Regions from separate parts of the Mus musculus genome. Here all the other regions are linked to region 3. The links are chromatin contacts, called in public Hi-C maps. All regions are on one chromosome and are shown on one strand. Each heading gives the region's core, a stretch centred on a gene start, on an enhancer-like site or on the middle of the called end of the contact. The rest is flanking DNA. Distances are from core to core; before and after follow the strand shown. Region 1 overlaps Gm12694 (a long non-coding RNA gene). Region 2 overlaps Junos (a long non-coding RNA gene). Region 3 overlaps Fggy (FGGY carbohydrate kinase domain containing).

What was found. A called contact is a pair of places that touch in the nucleus more often than the background predicts.
Region 1: a Hi-C map of bone marrow-derived macrophages shows a contact between it and region 3, with 13 read pairs. The contact joins two enhancer-like sites. A contact is called at or near these places in 1 of 15 datasets of contacts at CTCF or cohesin (the NIH/3T3 cell line), 1 of 484 Hi-C or Micro-C datasets (bone marrow-derived macrophages) and 4 of 115 datasets of contacts at active chromatin or transcription factors (the NIH/3T3 cell line, bone marrow-derived dendritic cells, embryonic basal ganglia and 1 more).
Region 2: a contact with region 3 is called in a Hi-C map of bone marrow-derived macrophages, with 10 read pairs. The contact joins two enhancer-like sites. A contact is called at or near these places in 1 of 484 Hi-C or Micro-C datasets (bone marrow-derived macrophages) and 4 of 115 datasets of contacts at active chromatin or transcription factors (acute myeloid leukemia, bone marrow-derived macrophages, embryonic basal ganglia and 1 more).

The regions. Positions count from the first base shown.
Region 1 is chr4:95,000,189-95,003,495 of GRCm38.p6, forward strand. All of the region lies in intron 2 of Gm12694 (a long non-coding RNA gene), which reads left to right. Among named protein-coding and RNA genes, the nearest start is that of Gm12694, 23 kb to the left of the region's middle. Within about 2 kb of position 1,398, at least 67 of the 459 cell types and tissues checked have an H3K27ac peak or open chromatin away from gene starts, as enhancers often do. A contact at or near this core is called in bone marrow-derived macrophages, where this site is marked.
Region 2 is chr4:95,081,266-95,084,165 of GRCm38.p6, forward strand. All of the region lies in intron 1 of Junos (a long non-coding RNA gene), which reads left to right. Among named protein-coding and RNA genes, the nearest start is that of Junos, 30 kb to the left of the region's middle. Within about 2 kb of position 1,331, at least 142 of the 459 cell types and tissues checked have an H3K27ac peak or open chromatin away from gene starts, as enhancers often do. A contact at or near this core is called in bone marrow-derived macrophages, where this site is marked.
Region 3 is chr4:95,828,817-95,832,069 of GRCm38.p6, forward strand. The region is part of intron 11 of Fggy (FGGY carbohydrate kinase domain containing); the gene reads left to right. Among named protein-coding and RNA genes, the nearest start is that of Hook1, 140 kb to the right of the region's middle. Within about 2 kb of position 1,720, at least 3 of the 459 cell types and tissues checked have an H3K27ac peak or open chromatin away from gene starts, as enhancers often do. A contact at or near this core is called in bone marrow-derived macrophages, where this site is marked.

The DNA of each region.
Region 1 (3,307 bases), core at 148-2,647, 830 kb before region 3:
ACATGGTGGCAGGAGTAGGAGGCTGCTGGTCATATTGCACACACACTCAGGAAGCAAAGAAAGACCAGGAAGCAGGGCCATGTCATAAAGCCTCAAGGACTGCCTCCAGGGACTCACTTCTCAAAGGTCCTGTGGCACCAGACTGTGGGGACTCTCCTCATTCAAACCACAGCACCTCACTAGATGGGGGAAGCTGCTTTCAATGAGAGGCTCATGCTGGGAGTGTTCTCACTGTAGAACCAGAGCAGAGCAAGGGACCTGCCACACAGTGGGAGGATGGGATTTCCCAGGACTGTGCTTCTGCGATTCTGATTGAAACTCATAGCATGTCCACTAAATCCTAGGGCTGAGTCTGTCTGTTCACAGCATTTTGTAGAGTCCTTGGCTCACATGCACAGGCTCTAGGGTCCTGTGTGCTCAGCACTGAAAAATGAATAAGAATAACAAAATGGAGATCATGTGACACAAATGAGGCTGAAATATGATAATAAAAGAAAAACCTGAGGAAGGTATTAAAATAAAACAACATGCACTTTAATAATTACAGGCTGGAGCACATCTGTATGGGATGACAGCATTAATGGTTCTCAGACTGTGATGACATTTTAATTAAATCTTAAAAATGCTACTACTAATTAATACTCATAAAAATACAAAAAAAATTTCTGGCAAAAGGCGGCTGTTATGGAAGCTCCCAATGGTCACTTTCTGCAGGTCACTGATAACAAGATGCTGACAACTACAGACCACCTCTGGCCTCAGACCCCGATTTGAGTACATTATCCAGGGTTAGAGCATCCTTGTGGTTTTTTGAAAGAAAATTAAGACTCAGATTCAGACTCAACTTTTTTACTACATGGCTTGTGCCAGACTTCACAGGGCAAACCTAGTAAAAGTGAGGAATAAGGTCTAGTGCCCATAAAGTATTTGTATATTGGCAGAAGCAGAAAAACAATAAGTTAATCATTTTTAAACCTTCATAAAATGTTATCGTGATGTGAAGCTTGAGGCAATACAAGATTGCCTCCCTGAAATTGCCCCAACTTCCAAAATTCCCTGTCATATGATCATATTCTCTTTACCACAACATGATTAATACAAGTTTTCAGGTCTTCCACATCTCATTCTGACTCGTAGCCAGACTTCAAAAGAAGGTCAGAGAATGGGAGAAATGCCCCCCCCCCCTTTCTCCCAAGTTCATGTTTCCATAAAGCCCGTGGCTGCCTCTCTGCTTCTGTAGGAGTACAGACGGGACACGATGGTATGAGAACTTAATTAGAGCATCTGTTCTCCTGTCTGCTGATGAGGAGTTTGTGATCACAAACAACTCAGACAGGGCCATCAGCAGCCTCTGGAGAGGTACCACCCCCATAGCATTTGTGGACCACACACTGGTGTGTGAGTCACCTCTTAGGATGAGTGAAGGTTGACTCAGCTTCAGAGAGCTTCCTATTGAGCCAGCAGTTGCTCTAAGTCTTGGAAAGAGAACAAAACAACTCTGGGAGGAAATGATCATCTCTTCATCAGCTCTGAGGTCGCTAAAGCTGGAAGAGGGCCTTGCTGCTCACTAGCAACAGATTCATGGTTCTCAGGGATCAGAGGCTCAGATCAGCATCTTCTGGAGGGACAACTTCCTCACTTTCCTCAACAGTGCTCTCCAAGGGCATCTGAGACTTACTTCTTCAGGAATGGTTTCTTTTATTCACTTATTGTATGCAAAATAATCCACACATGCTATTTTATCTCAATCTCAAAACAAGCATGATACCTGATCCCAGAACCCTTCTGGATACCCATTACCACAGGCAGTACTGGACCCTGTGTGTGCTATGTTTCTTCCTATACATTATGTTCCTCTGTGTATGTTCCTATAAATTAGGTATACAGAGAGATTAGTGATACTACTAATAAGATAGAACAAATATAAAAATACTATAAATACTCTTAAAACATGACTTTGTAGACTTTTCTACTTAATATTTTGGGGCTGCGATCTAATGTCACTAAATAAAATTAGATTCTTGGGTAAAGGTGACTGCTGTAAGAGATATTCTATCCCAGTTTCTACTTAACTGATTCAAATTTGAGCATAATTAAACAGCTAAAGAACCCATTAGAAATCCGGGAGCCAGTAAGCAGAGAACTGGCTCCAGCCTTCTTGCCCTCAGGTATGGAGACTCAGTGAATGCCTGGTGTCAGGCAGATCTCTCATTCTTCCTTGAGAACATTCCTGTCCATTTACTGCACATGCACATTTGCCTTGGTTCTGTGATATGTGCCCAGAATGTAATGCCAAGGGTAAGAAATACCGTGCCCCAGTCCTTGACCTTCCACTGTCTAATGATGGGTGTTTGATAAATCCTCTCAGCTTTGAAAAGGGTCCTGAGGAATGAAGTATGAAGCACATCTCGCCTCGTCCATGGTACAGCCCAGTGTGTGCTTTTCCCAAAGGCACGGGCACAGAAAGAACACATCCAGAAAGAATCCCAACTCTCTGGGAAGTAGCTTAGGATGGCACAAATAAGATTGGAATGAAAATGTAGAACTCTTAAAATGCCAGAGACCCGTTTCGTGAATTTACTATTATTTCACAAGCAGAATAGGTGAAGGCATTCTGTGTATGGTGTGGAGGAAGGACATATACCTTGTGAAGTGCAGGTGGTGTTCTTCGAGGTACGATTACAGATACTGCTTACTAATCATTGACTGTATCCTAGGCTTACTTTAATCATTTTATGTGCTAGTACACTCTATGGAGGTGTTGGTGCAGTGGGTCACACTGAGGAACCCTGAAAGGACTTTAGGAAAGTTGTCTGAAGAGCGAAGTCTGCTGTTTATCATATCATCATTGCCATTGTCACAATTCTTTATGAGTTCATTGAGAATTTTATCATATATTTTCCTCATGCACCCCGTCTCTTCCATATCTAACATTTGGGAATTTGGAAGAGAAAGGGGGTCTCACTCTATGACTTTGACTGGCCCAGTGCTTAACTATGAAGACCAGGTTGGACTTAAGCTCATAGTAGTCTTTTGGCCTCAGCATTCTGAGTGCTAGGATTACAAATATGAGCCGCCATGCCTCTCTTCCAAGATCATTAAAAAAAAAAAAGTAAGGTCTGGTATTAAGACTCTGAGTTGCATGATAAAGCTTAAATGAGCATGCGCTGTTTTATTACCAGCTATAATGATATTTCCTGTAAATACATTTTGTCTTACTTATACCTCCAGCTGTGTGGTGATAAATGTACAGGTGTTTCTTCTAGAAAACAGGCTTGAAGGGAAAGGTGACAGCTGACATGTATAA
Region 2 (2,900 bases), core at 81-2,580, 750 kb before region 3:
CTCCTTGGGTTGTGTTCCAGCTACTGGGACACTGTACACTTGCACCAGTTTGTTATGTGAGCCACATGAGTGCAGGCGACAAAGCCACATGGGACCACAGCTACCTAGTGTGACCCCAGCTAACCACTTCACTAAGGCATCCACTTCTCATCTGGAAGTGGAGGTAAGCCTGCCTCTCCAAACAGGAGCAGGGCGGAGAGCTGTCTTACAGAGTGCTAAGAGAAGGCTATGACAGTTCTCTCTTCTTCCTTGTCTCATGGTCATTAGTCCATTTCTCCTCCCCTAGACCACCACTGGGGTCCCCCTGGGTGCCTACCGGGGTGCTGAGTGCCACACATGCTGTTTCTCAGCAGTACTTCCACTCCTCCCCATGGCCTGTAGGCTCATATGTCTGCATTCTCACTAGAAATGCCCTAGCACAAGAAAGCACTCAGGGCCACAGAAGCCCAGGCCTGTGTGAGCAATCTCACATCTCCAGTCAGCTTTTGCAGGGTTCCCAGAACGGCATGTCCACCCAGAACCTGGGACTGGCGCAGCTACACATCCTTTTCAGGAGAGCACGGCCTCGAGGCTGCAGGAACTCAGGGTGACTCAGCTTCACATGTGACAAACAGCCTGTGAAGTAAAACAGACCAGAGCTCCAGCACGGCTGCCTTCAGATTTCAGGGAAGGAAGGGGCGGCCTGAGAGGTAATGGACAGCGTTGAACTCGCATGTCACCTCAGGCCAAATGTGTGCTCTCCTGCTGAGGCCTTACCACAGACACCTGAGTGTGTGATAGTCTGAGAGGTTAGCCTTTCAGCGTTGCACGAGGGGGGGGGTGTCATAATAAGAAGATCAAGGAATTGAGCAGAAGCATCCGACTTAGATACCCTTGTTCTTTCCTAACAAAATGTCAGGAAAAAAAATGTCTTTTTCCCCCAACCCCACTTTCTGCGGCACTGCAGAGTTCCCTGAGTGTGATTTAAAAACAGACTGACCCACTGAATTGTATTTTTCAAAGTTTGCAGCAAAAGATGCCCCTAGCTCCTTTTACCATTAACACCCAGGGCTGTTCCTCCCTGCTTGTCCTTGGTTTATGATAGACAGGGGGTGTGCAGGGAGTGCTGGGGCATGAGCCTGTGTAGTGGGCAACACCATAACAGGGCGGTAGAATGGCTACTAGCAAAATCATGTCCATGGCTCTGTCCAGCACTGAAGTCATAGTTACAACCTACTGAGCTTTGGGGGTCAGAGGTTGGGAACACCACTCTCAGGGAACACTCAGAGGAGGTATGGCCTGGCAGGAAGCATTGGGCCATGCCAAACAGGAAAGGGGAGGGCGGGCCTGGGAGGGACTGAAACGTCACCAGGATACATGCCAAAGTTGGGTGGGCCTAAATACTAGGGCAGAGCTGCTGGGCACATGACTCTTGAAAATCTCCCAGGGAATAACTTCTAATCCCTGCCTTATTGAAAGGTTTGGGGAAGGCTCCAGCCTGCCGTCTGCTGCTCTGGGCTGTGGGGGGAATCCTATGCTGGCACATAGCCACAAGGACATTTCTCAGGGAAAGCCTTTGGCCCAATAAGTCTGTTTTCTCCTTTCTTTGGAAACTAGGATTTGGAATCTGTTCAGGAAAAATGTAATGTACAAACAAATAGCCTTGGCCATCTGTGCCTCCCCTTGGAGCCAGGTCAAGCCTGGGGAGAGCTTAGCCTCTCTGGGCTTTCCAGCTGTAGGCCATCCCTTTGTAGCCAGTCTCTGCCTGTCCTAAAATAATGTCTCCTCTCCTTCCCCTAGTGCTGCTCATACCCAGGTCTTCTCAAGTGCTTCCCGAGATGGTAGGGATGTCCCCATTGTAGTGATTACTTGCTTCATCAACCCCTCCCCCACTAGTCTCACTTCTCAGGGGATTAGTTGCTTCTCCAAAATATTATTCCACGTTGTTTCAATGTAAAATGTTCTTTCCTTGTTCTGTAGGTAAGAACCCCTGGTTTTATTTTTAAAACTATCGTCAAAATGACTGCCAGTCCTTAAACTCTGGCTGTGAGCTAAGCAGGTGGTGTTTCATGCTACTCACTGCCTAGCAAAGTGTTCAGGACAGAACCTGATGCATAGTACATGCTCAATGAAGGGTGCTTAATGTCCCTATTAATTACTTTAATTCTGATGTAGTGCTCATGGCAGACAGGATTTGTCTTGTGCATTGCATGACAAGTCTGTGGGCCTCATGAGGGCAGGGATTGTGTGTTTACTCTCTAGTGTCTCCAAGCACGTGTTTACCCGGAGGAAATTCCCAGGGTGGCAAGCTGGTCGTTCAAGCTGGTGAGCAGCGCAGTGACTTATGTCTAGGATTCCAAAATCAGCTTGGAGTCACTGTAGTCTAAAGAATAGAGGGTCAGGACAGAGCAAAGATCTTGGCTTGCTTCTACTTCAACTGTCTACTACCTTTATGACCTCAGAAGGATTGATCTTTTTGAATCCTAAATACCTATTTTTCAAAAACAAACAAACAAAACAAACAAACAAACAAACAGACAAACAAACAAACAAAGTTAAAAGTGTCTGCTTGTCTTCTTCGCAGGTTTGTTGTGGGCATCAGTGAGCATGTACAGACTGTTGTGAGCATCCTCTTGGAGTCCATGGCCATTGCCGCTACTGTGATTTAAAGAGCTGTGCCCCTTCTTGGCTCCTGGGTTGGCACTTGTTTTCCAGCTGTTTGGTGGTGCTGTTTGGAAAGGGCATGGAATCTTGAGGAGGCAGAGTCTTGTTGGAGTAGGTAGTCACAGGGGTGAGACGTGAGGGTAGATAGCCTGGCCGCACTTCCTGTCTGCTCTCTGGCCGCACTTCCTGTCTGCTCTCTGGCCGCACTTCCTGTCTGCTCTCTGAATCTTGAGTGTAGATCAGTGTGACTAGCCGCC
Region 3 (3,253 bases), core at 470-2,969:
TAATCTGTTACTTACTGAAGTGACTAATTTAGTGATTTTTTTCAATAGGGCCCATTTTTTTAGGGGCTTGGTAATATGCTTGTAGCCATACCTTTCTTCACAATAACTCTTCAAAATAATATTGACGATTTAAACAAATAGAGAAACTGAGGATTGAGCAATGTATGCAGTTTGTCTACTGGAGAAAATAGTACAGTTCAGGTTAGAACCCATTCAGTTCAAATTTGTATCAAATTCTCTCTCTGTCTCTCTCTGTCTCTCTCTCTCCCTCCCCGTCTCTCTCTCCCCCCCCCCTCTCTCTCCCTCTCCCTCTTTCTCTCCCTCCCTCTCTCTCTCCCTTTCCCACCCTCTCTCTCCCTCCCCCCCACATGATTTATTTGTTGACTTTATATGCATGGGTGTTTTGCCTGCATGAGGGTGTGGGTTCTCTGGAACTGGAGTTACAGGCAGTTGTGAGCAGCCATGTGGGCTCTAGGAATTGAATCTATGTCCTTTTGAAGAATAGACAGTGGTCTTAACTGCTGAGCCATCTTTCCAGCCCCCAGAAGTATTCTTTAATGTTAATAAAATGTCAGTAATATAAAACTGATATATTAAGGCTTTGAGTATTTTCTTACATGTTGCGTTCTGTTTTCAATTTGTGTACGATTTCTTTCTATTTTACTGCCATTTTTCAAAATTATATCACAGAATCACTTTCTTAATAACCAGTGGTTCTCAAACTTCCTAATGTTGTGACCCTTTAACACATCTCCTCTTGTTGTAATGACCCCCAACCATAAAATTATTTTGTTGCTACTTCATAACTGTAATTTTGCTGCTATTACAAATTGTAATGTAAATATCTGTAGTTTTGGGTGGTCTTGGATGACCCCTATTAAAAAGTCATCTCATACGGCAGAGGAGTCAGAACCCACATGTTGAGAATCACAGCATATAACTTTCTTTTTCCTGTGTATACTTAACACCAGATAAAGCCAGAGGAAGACTAAGATCGGACCTTTCCTAGTGGGGTGCCTAACAGAGGCTTTCGGGGCTATCTTGTAGAATCTTTTGCAATGGTCCAGGAGAGAACTAAGGCCTGAGGCCCAAAACTGGGGTCCAGGTTGTCATGAGACTAAAGACAGGGATACAACACTACTTGTACAGAACCACTTTGGGAACTGGTAAATGTACATCAGAATGACTTCTGCTGAGCCACCAAAGGAGTAAATTGCCAGTGTGTCACATCAGTTAAGCAGTGGTAGAAGAAGGTCACTGGGAGAGTGTCAGCCCATCATTTCCTTCTAATATGTGTTCACTGCACACAACCTTAGCAGTGTACACGTGTCTATCATCTCACTGTTCAGCACCTAAGATGTCCAAGTTGCCTCAACCCTATGCTTTTCCTGCTCTAATGCTCAAATGGCCAAAAGCTGAGACTCCTATTGGAAGGCTCTTGGAAAAATATGCTTTCCCTCCCATCCAAATTCCAACAGAGTAGGACTAATATCCTGGTTTCCCTGTGGGCAGCCAGGATTCCTGCTCAGCTTTTAAATACCTTCCTGCATTCTTAGGCTCATTACCTTCTGCCTATCTTCCCAAAGCCAGTAGGACCATCTCATATTTTGAGCCCTCCTCCTTTCCATTTCTGTCTCCTGCCCTCTGCCCTCTGCCCTCTGCCCTCTGCCCTCTGCCTTCCTCTTTTTCATCTCTTCATGGGTTCTTCTGCCTTTCTCTTCTGCTTTTCAGTGCCCATGTGATGAATCAGGATAATCACTGCCATTTAAAGTCAGCTGGCTAGTGACAGATTGTTTCTGCCAGTTTCTTTACAGCTGAGTATAGATCAGTGTTTCCACAATCAGAAGACAGAGGTCTTTCTAATTCTTCCTCCCATGCCGTGGTGGTCCATTTGTCTTCGTTCCCTAAGTCTTGGTGGGTTTTAAGCAGAGTAAAGTGTCTGCTTGTCTGGACGCCCACAGTTACTGGTCCTCCCAGGCTTCTACTTGATTCTATTCTCTAGAATTCTATTCTCTTCCCCTCCCCCGAACCCCCCCCCCCATGTCCTCTACAGAATTTTGTTTGATCTCCCTCACCAACTGCCTTCCTTACTGACTGATGAAGCAGTGTTTGGGACCCCCATTGTATTCCTAAAGACGTCCATTTAATTCCCCTGAGTGATACCCCTCATCGAGCTCCAGCGACCTAGAATTTCTCTGCCTTGTCTTTGACAGTTTTTCAGGAACCCTTAGAGAAATGTTTCCTACAGCACTTCTGTAACAAACATAGATAATAATCTTTATTCCTTTAACAACTTGGAAGGAAAGTATAACTAAATTGCTGTTGTTGCTGAATTGCTAGTCCTTATCTGAAACAGACTTGAAATTTTGGAATTTTAGACTATTTGAATGTATCTAATGTGATATTTTGGAGATAGTACCCAAGTTCAAAGTTGAACTTCATCTAGGTTTTATGAATACTTTATATACATAGCCTGAAGGTAATTTCATACAATATTCACAATAATTTTTTTCATCAAACAGGTTTGTGGTGGGAAGCCCATTTTACACAGAGCCAAATGAAATAAAATGTGCACACCATCACAGATCTCCCATGGGCCTTACATTTGACTGTCTCACCTCAGCATTCAAAACAGGCACATGCATATTTATAAGTACTCTTTCCACTTATGCTTCCTTTCAGCTTCCTCTTATCAACGGGATCAGTCAGCTCTCAGCTGAACCATATAGCTCATTTGGCCTGGCCCAGCTTTTGAAGCTAGTATAAATGTACACACAGATACACACACACACACACACACACACACACACACATACACAAGCAAACAGGTGGCATCTCTGGCAATCCTAGGCATTCACCTTTCACAGAAATTCCTTCTAAGTCTTCTTCATCTTCTTGAGTGGTCCACATGGCAGACATTCCATAGATAGTACAGTCTTGGACTGATTTTGCCAGGGCAGAACTGAGAGAATGAAGTAGGCTTAGTGGACAGCTGCCCCTCTGTTGTCTCCACATGAAAATGAGGTGAAATGTCAGGGTTGCCAAGCTTCCAGCCACAGTGCTTCTTTGCTTCGGGGAGAAATGTCTCTCACTGAGTCTCACTTCAGCTACAGCCCTGGAATCAGTATGAAAGGACGCAGGAGGCTGCTGTGGGGCTGTGCTTGCTGCATCTCTTGTGGTGTGCCATATTGCGTGCAACAAACCTCTTCTAGAACTCCTTCCCAAGAAGGATGTTGTCTCTTTGAAGGACCAC